Regions from separate parts of the Gossypium arboreum genome. Here region 2 is linked to region 1. Evidence: chromatin contacts called from public Hi-C data. All regions are on one chromosome and are shown on one strand. Each heading gives the region's core, a stretch centred on a gene start, on an enhancer-like site or on the middle of the called end of the contact. The rest is flanking DNA. Distances are from core to core; before and after follow the strand shown. Region 1 has its middle 5.2 kb from the start of LOC108459662. Region 2 has its middle 94 kb from the start of LOC108460845.

Region 1 (5,944 bases), core at 690-3,189:
TCAATAGGTGGTTAAAGGCAATTTACGTGGTGATGGTGCCAAAATTCATTGGAGTTAACTTGTTGAGGAGTCGAGTAACTCAAGTAGTAGACCAGAAAAGTTCTTTTTTTTTTCTCCTTCTAACAGTTGGAGATGTTTTCGATATCCTAGGACAGGTGTTCAAGACGAGAGTGTTTAGGAGTTAAAAGTCATTATCAGCCTATTGCATGTTTATAGTAAGGGTTAGGTTAATATTTGAATCAATTATTATTATTAAATTACTTTCAATTAATAATTGAATTGAAAGTTTTTAAATACAATCAAATCGAATATTTCAATTAATTTGGTCGGTTAACCTAATTTTATATATTTTTGTTTTTAGTTAAAATAAGTATAAAAATATAAAAAATTATATTACTAATGTTCATTTTCTTTTATTTAATAGTTCAAAAACTTTAAATGAGGTGAAGACAACAAATAAGATATTAGAAATATTACGAATTATTAAAAGTCAACAACTAAACACTACATAAGTCTTGAAATTAATAAATATATTTCAGTTAATTAGTTAATTGGATTAATTACTGGATTTGAACCAAATTAACCGATAATTAAATTTTTAAAAATCATTAACCAGCTTGACCGATTAATTAGATTTTAACCTAACTGTGAATGTTTTTGGCAGTATTCTTTTGGCCAAGTATTCATAACTATTAATGGTTTGTTTAAGTTAGGGGCGACACCACCTCCTAAACAGGAAATTTTATTTTTAATCCTTTAAATTTTTAAAATTGTACATAATAAAATTTTACTTTTAACTTCTAAAAATAATAAAATTATAATTTAATCCTTTAAAAATTATAAAATATAAATCATTAAAATAATAAAATTATACTTTAACTCTTATAAAAATATACAACTTAATTTCAGTCTTTCCATAAAAATTTCCTACCTTCGTTAGTTCAAGTGGAGTTTGACTAAGGTGCTAAAAGACACAATAATATTAATTTTATAGTTTTATAATTAAAATTATAATAAAATAAGAAAATATTTGATACACTACTACAAGTAGAGTCAAGAAGTTAACAAGTATTTTATAGAGTATAATAAAATATTAAAATATAAGTATTAAAAACACAACAATTTTCTAAGATTATTTGTAAAATAAAAATATATACCGATAATATACCAGATACTAACTTATAAAATAATTTTGTTTTTGAAGAATCAACTGGGCTTTTATAAAAGACTAAATCAGAAATACATAAAAAAACAGTCAGCCATATTAATGGACTGAAACCCAAAAGAAAAACAACAAATAAACTTGAAAAAACTAAAGAATCAGGCCTAACCGATCAGGAAGGCCCCCTAAACAAAACAAAATTCAAATAAATAATAAAAAAAAGGAAACCTAATTAAATGCCCCGTCAATCACCACAGTTGGATGCCATTTTCTCTTGTCTTTTCATGTCACCATTTCAGCTTTTATGATAACAGTTCCCAAACATATCTTTACTCTTCTGCTATCAATTTCTTTGAAAACCTCTCTCATCTCTTTCATCTTGACTCTTCGGTTCTCAACCTGGCTGCCTTAGTAACGATGAGCATGGTCCGGATCCTCCCCCTGCAGGTAATATCCTATTCCTCTCTTCAAGGCTTCTTTGGCAAGGAAATAGGCACAATCATTTTCTGATCTAGGGATAAAATGAAACTCGATATTCTGAAAATAAACCTTTTTGCTTTGACTGTCTCTGATGAACGCTCCTATAGTCAATTTGTCCGGATCTTTTGATTGGCATTTTTTATCACTGTTTTAGAGTCCCCCACTATTTGTAAACTGTTAAAACCCATTGAAATGGCTAACTGAATCGCTTGTAACCCGGCATCTGTTTTCGCTGCTAGCGGTGTCGGTATATCGGAGTGGATAACCGTTTTGGATACCAAGATCACACCCCTTTCATCACGGACAGCCAGACCCGAAGCAGATCTGGAGGATCCCTTGTCAAAAGCCGCATCAAATAAGACAGTTACCCTCGTGCTTCTTGCCGTGTATTCATGACCTTTATCAACATTTAAGCTAAATTTTTTCTGTTCCACTCCATGCAACTCCGAAATGTAGCTGATGACTTGATTTGAGATATCTCTGCTTGTAGAGTTCTTTCTTTCGTAAACTAGCTGATTTCTGCATGTCCAGATTGACCATAGTACGTAACAGAAGAGTCGACATTGCTCAATATTTCCTCGTCTAAAAACCCAGGTGAGCCACTCCCATATACTGTTAAGATCATAATGACATACCCAGGCGAGATTTAAATTTGACCACACATCTATTGCTGTAGGACAGTGCCGGAAGATATGGTTGCTATCTTCCTCAGGGTTATGACATTTGGGACAGATAGCTGCTACGACCACTTTTTTATTCTTGAGATTTGATAGAGTAGGAATATAGTTCCATGAAATTCTCCAGTTTGTAATTTTAATTTTCGGAGGGAGATGTAAATTCCATAATTTCCTGTAGAAATCTCTAGTCTCAGTTTGTAAATAATTATTACTAGGACCCGAATTAGCCTCTTGTAATAGTTTATAGGCACTTCTAACTGAGAATTCGCCTGATGATTCCCCCCGGCACACACTTGAAAGTCTTCATAAGTTGTCTCTGCCAGAGGGATCTACAATATTTTTCTTTGCAACGTCTGCATTAAAAGTACTAATGATTAAATCTGTATTCCAAGTTCTGCTAGCTGGATCAATCAAATCTGATACTGTCTTAATATTTTCATTACTAGTCCCATTCTGTAATCTGTCTATTTTAGCTCCCAATATCCATAAGTCACCCCAAACGGAAATACGTTCCCTCGTGTCAACCCTCCAACATAGTCCTTTATCCAAATCCCTTTTGCTGCCCAGACACTCTTCTAGGTAAGCGAAGGTAAATTTCCTAATTGCGCATTGGAGAAATCTATATTTGGATAATACTTTGCTTTTAAAACACGATTAAGCAAAGAATTGTGAAAATTAATAAGACGCTACCCTTGTTTGGTTTCAAAGAGCATAAACCATTCCAAGTACACCAATGAATGCCTCTTTTATCTCGAATTTTCTGCCACCAGAATTTTGCAAAAATGCCTTCTATTTCAGCACATAGAGATTTAAGGAGTAAGAAACATGCTATACTATAGGTTGGAATGGCTTGTAGAATGGCCATTATAAATACCACTTTTCTGCCTTGAGATCGATGTTTAACACTCCAGCAATCAATTCGTTGTTTAATTCTGTCTCTCAAATTTTGAAATGCCAACTTCTTTCTTCTGCCCACCTTATTAGGAAGACCAAGATATCTTTCTGGGACATTCGAACTTCGTACTCCAAGAATCCTGAAAATTGTTGTTATGTCCCCCTCCTAGGTATTACTACTAAAGAAAACTGTAGATTTGCCTTAGTTAACGCATTGACTAAAACAATTCTCATATTCCAGCAAAATTTGCTTCAGTGATTGAGCTCCTCTTTCTGTAACCCCCCTAAATAGTATGCAGTCATCTGCGAATAATAAGTGTGAGACCTGCGAACCACTTCTACTTACCTTGACCCCTCTAAGTATGTTTCTTCTCATAGCCAATCACATAAGAATAGAAAGACTTTTCCCACAAATTAAGAAAAGAAATTGACTCAAAGGGTCACCTTGTCTTAATCCACTTGTAGGACAAAAGCTATCTCCTACATGACCATTGAAAAGCACCGAATAAGAAACTGTAGAGACGCACTTCATTAAAGAGTCAACCCAACCTGGATCAAAACCTATTCGTTTCATAATTTCTCCGACAAAAACCTATTCCACTCTATCCTACACTTTATTTATGTCTAGTTTTACCGCTATAAATTTTTTTCCCCTTCTTCTGCTTTAAAGTGTGAAGGATTTCATAGGCCAGCAACACATTGTCTAAAATCAATCTCCCTGGTACAAACACACTCTATGCAGGATCTATGCATTTATCAATAACACTCCGAAGACGATTTATGATGACCTTAGCTATCAACTTATAAAGCACATTACATAGGATAATAGGTCTGAAATGAATAATAGTTGAAGGATTTGGTATTTTTGGTATTAAAACGATATTAGTTTTATTAATTAAACTGATATCCATACCTCCATTTAGAATTCCTAGGCAAAAGGATGTAACATCTTCCCCAATAATTGGCCAACATTTTTGGTAGAATAAAGCTGGAAGTCTATCTTCTCCTGGCGCTTTCGTTGGGCCTAATTCGGATAAGGCCTCTCGAATTTCCTCCTTTGTATATCTTTCTATCAGTCGAGAGTTATCCTTTTCGGTTATACATCAATCAATTCCTAACAAGAGATGCTCGTAGTTTCCACTCCTTCCAGCTGCAAATAGATTTTGAAAGTAAGATCTAGCAATTTCTTCTATTTCTCAAACCTCTTCTGTTTCCCTACCATTCTCATATTTCATTCTGTGAATGATATTTCTTCATCGTCGTTGTGTCGCTTGATTATGAAAAATATGGTATTTCTATCTCTAAATTGCAACCAGTTAATTCTCGCCCTCTATTCCCAATATCGCTCATCCTTCTCTATCTCAAAATTAAGTTGAATCTTCGTATCAATAAGTTCTGCCAAATTTTCATCATTCATTTCAGATTCCATCAGTTCAACCAATCTGGCAGTTAACACCATCTTTTTTCCTTTAGTGCTATACCTAATTTGACTAGCCCATCTTTCCAGCCCTTCCCTTACCCTTTCCAATTTCAGTAACAAATCTCCTATTGAATTTTTCCAAATACTTTTTACCTCCTCACCAAATGAATCCTCCAAAACCCATCAAGCTTCAAACTTGAAATTCCTTCTGTGACGCTCATTATCCTTTTTTTTCGTAGTGATCAGCAGTGGGCAGTGATCCGAAAAAGAATGTGGAAGGTGTTTAATAGTAGCCTCAGAGAATAAAGATATCCAACCTTCAGTAGCAACTCCCCTATCCAGACGTTCTTGAATATTCGTTTCTGGCAGATTTCCTCTTTCCCAAGTGAACCACTTCCCAATATAACCCACATCAAATAAAAGACAATCTGCCAATACAGTACAAAATGTATCTATGCGTCTCTCCTCTCTAGGTAAGCCTCCCTTCTTCTCATGACCATACATAATTTCATTGAAATCCCCACAAACAAACCATGGAAACTCATCAACGGTGCTCAAATTTCTGAGAAGATCCCACGATTCATACCTATCTTGTATATAAGGGGAGCCATAAAACCCTGTAAATATCCACTTGTTAGCATCAGCAACATCCTCAATACGCACATCAATATGTCTTTTTGAGAAACTTTGAAGAATGACAGTAATATCATTGCGCCATGTTAAACATAAACATCCTCTAGATCCGCATGTATCTACATCAAAACCATTATGAAAGCCACAACTCTTTCAAATTCTTTCCATCTGATTTCTATTTATTTTAGTCTCCATGAAGAAGACTAGTTGGGGATTATATAACTTCAGCAAGTGCCGAAGTCTTTGTATTGTCCGTGGATTCCCCAAACCATAGACGTTCCAACTTAAGATTTTCATTGTTTCCGGTTGGCTTACCTTTTGGTAGTCGCCGATATGAAAAGGTTAATGCTCACCATGCTCCTATCTCTAATAGCCAAATTGGTAGAATTATTACTAATGACATATACTTCATATTCTCCTCTTTGTCTCTTTTTTCCTTCTTCTCTTTCTGATATCCCTTCCTCTGCATCATGATCCATAGCAAATTGATTTTCATCAACTGGTTGTTTTTCTCCTTTCTTAGAAATAGTGGACAATTTTCCTTCCAAATTAAACCCTAAAATGGGATCAACAAAAAACCCACTTCTAGAGTTATCTGTCACCCCTCAAGTTCTATAATCAAATGGCTTACTACTGTCGAGATTCCCTCCTCTTATTCTTTCGTCATCCTCACGTAGC
Region 2 (5,278 bases), core at 1,952-4,451, 200 kb after region 1:
ATGACTATACATACTTTAGTATTGTTTATTTTATTTCCAACAAGTCTAAAGAATTAGAATACTTCAGAAAATATGTTATGTTAGTGGAAAATCAATGAGATAAAAAATGTCAAGGCATTAAGAATCAATTGAGGACATGATAGTTGTCTGATCAATTCAAAAACTTGTGCAATGAAAAATGGATAGATAGGCAGTTAATTATTTTGAGGATTGTACAATAAAATGGTGTTGCAGAGAGAAGAAATAGAATGCTTCCAAGAATGGTCAGGTCTATGATGGCACAAGCAACTTTGCCTATCACTTTTTGGGGTGATGCTTTATTGATAGTTGCTTATGTATTGAATCAAGTTACCTCTAAATATGTTGCATCAACTCCCTAAGAATTATAGGCTAGTAGAAAACGCAATCTTAGTAATTTAAAGCCATGAGGTCGCGCTGCTTATATCCATGAGCTTACTCACGACATGACAAATTAAGTCCAATAGGTAAAAATAGTATATTTATAATATACTCTGAACATTCAAAATAATATGTGTTTATAGGAGAACAAGAAAATGAAAGCGTTACTGAATTTGAGTCTCGATATGCCATATTTCTAGAAAATGATTTTCATAACAGAGGTGACACTAAACATGATTCTTCTCTTTATAAAATAGAAGATGTTGGTGATTTGATTAGTTCAAATTGGTTATTACATTTCCTTATAAATGTAACAATGTTGCCTTATTTGATTGGAACTTAACAAGAGATGTTGAAATTCTTTCACAAGAATCTCATGTTAAGTGTGGTAGTCGTAGACATATACCTCAATATTGTTTTAACATAAAGAGAGAAGCTTTCATGATTACTCAAAAGATAAATGGATGAATGCAATATAAGAAAAAATGGAGTCAATGAGATCAAACCATAATTGGGAATTGGTTGATCTACTAAAAGGACGAAAAGCAATCGGGAACAATGAGTTCTCAAAATTAAGTGTAAATCTGATGACACAATTGAAAGATACAAGGCACGCCTTGTAGTGAAAAGTTATACCCAACAAGATGGAATAGACTACAAAGAGTCTTTCTCTCTTGTCATGAGATTTACCTTAATATACTTACTTCTAACAGTAGTAGCAAGTTTAAATTTGGAGTTGCACCAAATGGATGTGAAAACTGCTTTTCTAAACAGAGAGCAAGAAAAAAATCTTCGTGGAGCAACTTATAAGTTTGGTTTATAAAAGTCAAGAGCACAAAGTGTGCAAGTTACTAAGATCAATTAACAATCTTGAGCAATTTTTTAGATAGTGGAATATAAATTTCATCAAATAGTGGTATATAAAATTTCATCAAACAATCATTTTGTATGATTTTACCATATTGATGAAGATATTGTGTGTATGTCAAAAAGACAAGGACAAGTTTATAATCTTGTCACTTTACGTGGATGTCATACTATTGGCTAGAAACAATGAGTATATAGTTACGATAAAAGATTGGTTATCTTCCAACCTTGAAATGCAGGTTACATTCATAGAGTAAAGATTACTCAAGATCATTTTAAGAGGACCATAGCTCTTTTGCAAGAGTCATACATTAAGAAAATCCTTGAATGATTTAGAATGAAAAATTGTAAGCTAATTGATACCCTTGTTGGAGAGGTGAAAACCTAAGCTTATCCACAAGAAAAGGCTCAAATGGACAAAGTTCCTTATTTTAGTGTAATTATAAACTTTATGTATACGAGGTTAACCCCATTAGAAAGCATTTAAAAGGATATTAAGGCATCTCAAAGGCATAGTGAACTACTAGCTATGCACTAAGAAAATGATCTGTATCTAATTGGAAATATAGATAATTATTGAAAAGCAGATTTTATGAAAGTGAAATCTATCTCCAAACATGTTGTAATCACCATATTTTGTCGTTTAATCTTAATTTGAGGACTAAGCTCATTTTATATTTAGATTGTTATTTATTATTTAATCTTAATAAAATTAGTATTATTTTCATAGGAAGATCCAATAATATAAGCATGTTATCAATTTTCTTTTCTTTCTTTATTATATTGTAAAATAATAAAATGAGAACAATTATGGAATTCTATATGTTCCGGCTGTTAATGTTATATTATTTTATAAGTTTTATTTGTTGATATATCTAAAATATTATATTATAATTAGGGCGAAGCCGAACAAATTTTAGGGGACCGGATAAAATTTTAATTTTTTATAATTTATATCTTTATAATTTATAAATGATTAAATCGAATTTTTATAATTTTAAAGGGTCAAAATACAATTTTATTTTACTAATATAAAATTTTTAAAAAAATTTTAAGAGCCAAAAAAATTAATTTACATTTTAGGAAGAGCCGGCCCATGCCACCCCGGCTTCGCCCCTGATTATAATGCTTTTATGTGTAGCATAGAATTCTATACATAGTATATTACTTATAGATATGCGTGCATGTGGAGGTTATGATAAATAAATGATGTACATGCCTGTATTTAGAAAGTGTATGGATCTTTGCTGTTTGAATCATGTAGAAAGAATTTGAAAAAGGGATAAGGATGAGGCCATGAGGGAGTTAATATTACTGCTTTGAAGTGGGGTAAAAGACGTGGGTGAGTGGAGTTTTAAACCTGAAAGAATGCTGGAAAACACTAAAAGCTAGCGGGAAAGACAAGGAAAAAAGGTATCAAATAAGCTATGGACCTACAACTTTAATTGATTATTAGAAAAAAAAACCTAAAACTTTAACTAAATTTCTATTTTTAATAGATATTATTTTAGAAATGATCGTAAAACAAGATGATGATTGAACTACATCACTTGCCTGAATTGGTGTTCATCAATTTTATGTCCTCAACTAGACGATCCAAATTGCAATACGAAGACCCACCAACAGTTACACATTGTTTGGCATAGTTGGCCATTTTGGCAGCTGATTTCACAAATTCCTCCCTCTTTTCCACCATCAAATCATTCACCATCTTCTCAACAACTTCCCTATCACACAAATCCTTCATATCTAAACCCAATCCCCACACTCTACTCACAAATCTGCTATTCAATTGTTGATCAGCAAAGTAAGGCCAACAAATCATAGGCACTCCTTCCACCACACTCTCCAATGTTGAATTCCATCCGTTATGTGTCAAAAATCCACCAACGGCCTCATGAGCTAACACCTCTTCTTGTGGCGCCCAACTCACTCTGTATCCTCTTTTTTGAGTCCCTTCGATAAGCTCGATCGGTATACTGACCCCTTTATCATCTCCGCCGCCATTTTCAGGCATGTTATCGGCCTTAGAACCCATAAAAACCGTTTCCCACTATTGACAAGCCCGAACCAGAACTCGAAAACTTGCTCCCTTGACAACACTGCAAGGCTGCCAAAACTTACATAAACAACGGATCCTTTTTGTTGCTTATCAAGCCATGACAAGCAACTTCTATCGACTTTTCGAAAACTATTCGAGGATGGACCGGAAGATGTTTGATCTGACTTGAAAAGTCTAGTCTTCAAGTGTAGATTGAGAGGTCCAATTGTGTAGATTTTGGGAAACTTAGTTCGCATATGGGATAATATTGGTCCTTCTAGGTCTTCAAAGGTGTTTAATAACAGTCCGCGGGCTTCGGAATTTTTTCTCGTTTCTTGAGCGATCTGTTGGAGAATTGAATCTTTGGTGTCGCTTGCTCGGCAAAAACTTGGAAGATCTCGACATCTAAGAAAAGCTTCCATGCCTGGAACACTTGTTATTAGTCGATCCATATCTTCATTTCCTTCCACAAACACATGTAGCTTTGTCAGAGGCCTTATTTGATATCAGAAATCACATGTGTATGTCTGGAAAGTACAGATTTACAACATAGATATGTAGTTAAAAATAAAATACTGAAATTTAAATAGCTAAATATATTATTATATATGTAATTTCATGTCAATTTATTATTTTTACATATTACTCATTAAAAATTTAATTAATGAATTAATGACTGTGATTTGTATTAAGATTGAAATTCCAAAATTCGAAAAAGTATAAAAATTTAGAATGATCCAAATAAAGAAAATAAACTAAATTGGAAACTTTATGAATAGTACAAGACGAATAATTAAATTTAACCAAACGAATTTAATTACTACTGCTGAGGTAAGACTAAAATTTTATATTTTAAAAATAAAAGAATAAAATTGACTAGTTTAAAAGTACAAAAACTAAATCTATAACTTTTAGAAAGTATAAGAATTAATAGCAAAATTAAATTATATATAAAACACGGTGAGGTGGATACACACGGACTAGAAATTTTATTAAAGAAATCGACCCCTATAAATTTGAGACAAATCAAAACCGGGATTTTCTCTCATCGTAGTGTGAACCCAAACTCTAATAATTAGTGTAGAATTTTCATTTATCTTCGCTTCCAGAAGACACTGGATTCGAATTTGAAGTTTAAGAAATAGCGTCTTATGATTGATGGATGAGTTAAGTTATTAAAAAGAAAGGAATAATACCTTTGATAGGAAGCTCCCCAGCATGGATCATATCAGGGATTGCAAAATAAGCCCAGAGACTGCAAGCACTAATGGTACGAAGCTGAATGATGGGAATTCCAAGCTCATCAGCAATATCAAGTGCGAGCCCTAAGACCCCATCTCCTATAATACAATCCACTTTCGGCTTACTATTAACCAGCATTTCCTTGAAAAGTGGTTTGGTTATCAATTCCAAACCATCAAAGAGCTTCCTCACAAAATCACCGCCTACTCTGGGATGATCGTCAGGGACACCATCTAGTATGGTCTTGAATTGGAATCCCGCATATTTGGCGAAGCGGGAAAGAATATCGGCGTGACGAAGAAGTTGTTGATGGATGAAGTGGGAGTTTAGGAAGGTGACCTTGAGGCCTGCATGTGCTAATAGCTCAGCTAGCTTCAGCATGGAGTTGACATGGCCTTGTGCCGGGAGAGGGAAGATTAGTACATGAGATGATGATGTGTGTGGCTGTTGTTGTTGTTCTTGCTCCATTTTCTTTTGCAAGATTTGATTTCTTCTACTTGCTTTATGATTGAAATACGGTAATAGGAGGACCATTTGGTTTGCCATACCGAGTGGACATGGTGAATGGGAGACGTGACCGACAGGATAGTTGATAGTTACTAGAAGGATAACGTAGTGAAAAAAAATGATATTTCTTTTAAATTTTTAAAATATAAAAATTGTAAAACTTGATAAAAATCATAACAAAATATAGAAAATAAGATAAAAATTACAAAATAGATTATAGAA

Evidence for each region. A called contact is a pair of places that touch in the nucleus more often than the background predicts.
Region 2: a contact with region 1 is called in a Hi-C map of leaf, with 2.0 times the contacts expected there. The contact joins two enhancer-like sites. A contact is called at or near these places in 2 of 5 Hi-C or Micro-C datasets (both in leaf).

Annotation. Positions count from the first base shown.
Region 1 is chr4:15,706,777-15,712,720 of ASM2569848v2, forward strand. No RefSeq gene overlaps it. Among protein-coding and RNA genes, the nearest start is that of LOC108459662, 5.2 kb to the left of the region's middle. Within about 2 kb of position 1,940, at least 2 of the 2 cell types and tissues checked have an H3K27ac peak or open chromatin away from gene starts, as enhancers often do. A contact at or near this core is called in leaf, where this site is marked.
Region 2 is chr4:15,902,115-15,907,392 of ASM2569848v2, forward strand. It overlaps the pseudogene LOC108458369. Among protein-coding and RNA genes, the nearest start is that of LOC108460845, 94 kb to the left of the region's middle. Within about 2 kb of position 3,202, at least 2 of the 2 cell types and tissues checked have an H3K27ac peak or open chromatin away from gene starts, as enhancers often do. A contact at or near this core is called in leaf, where this site is marked.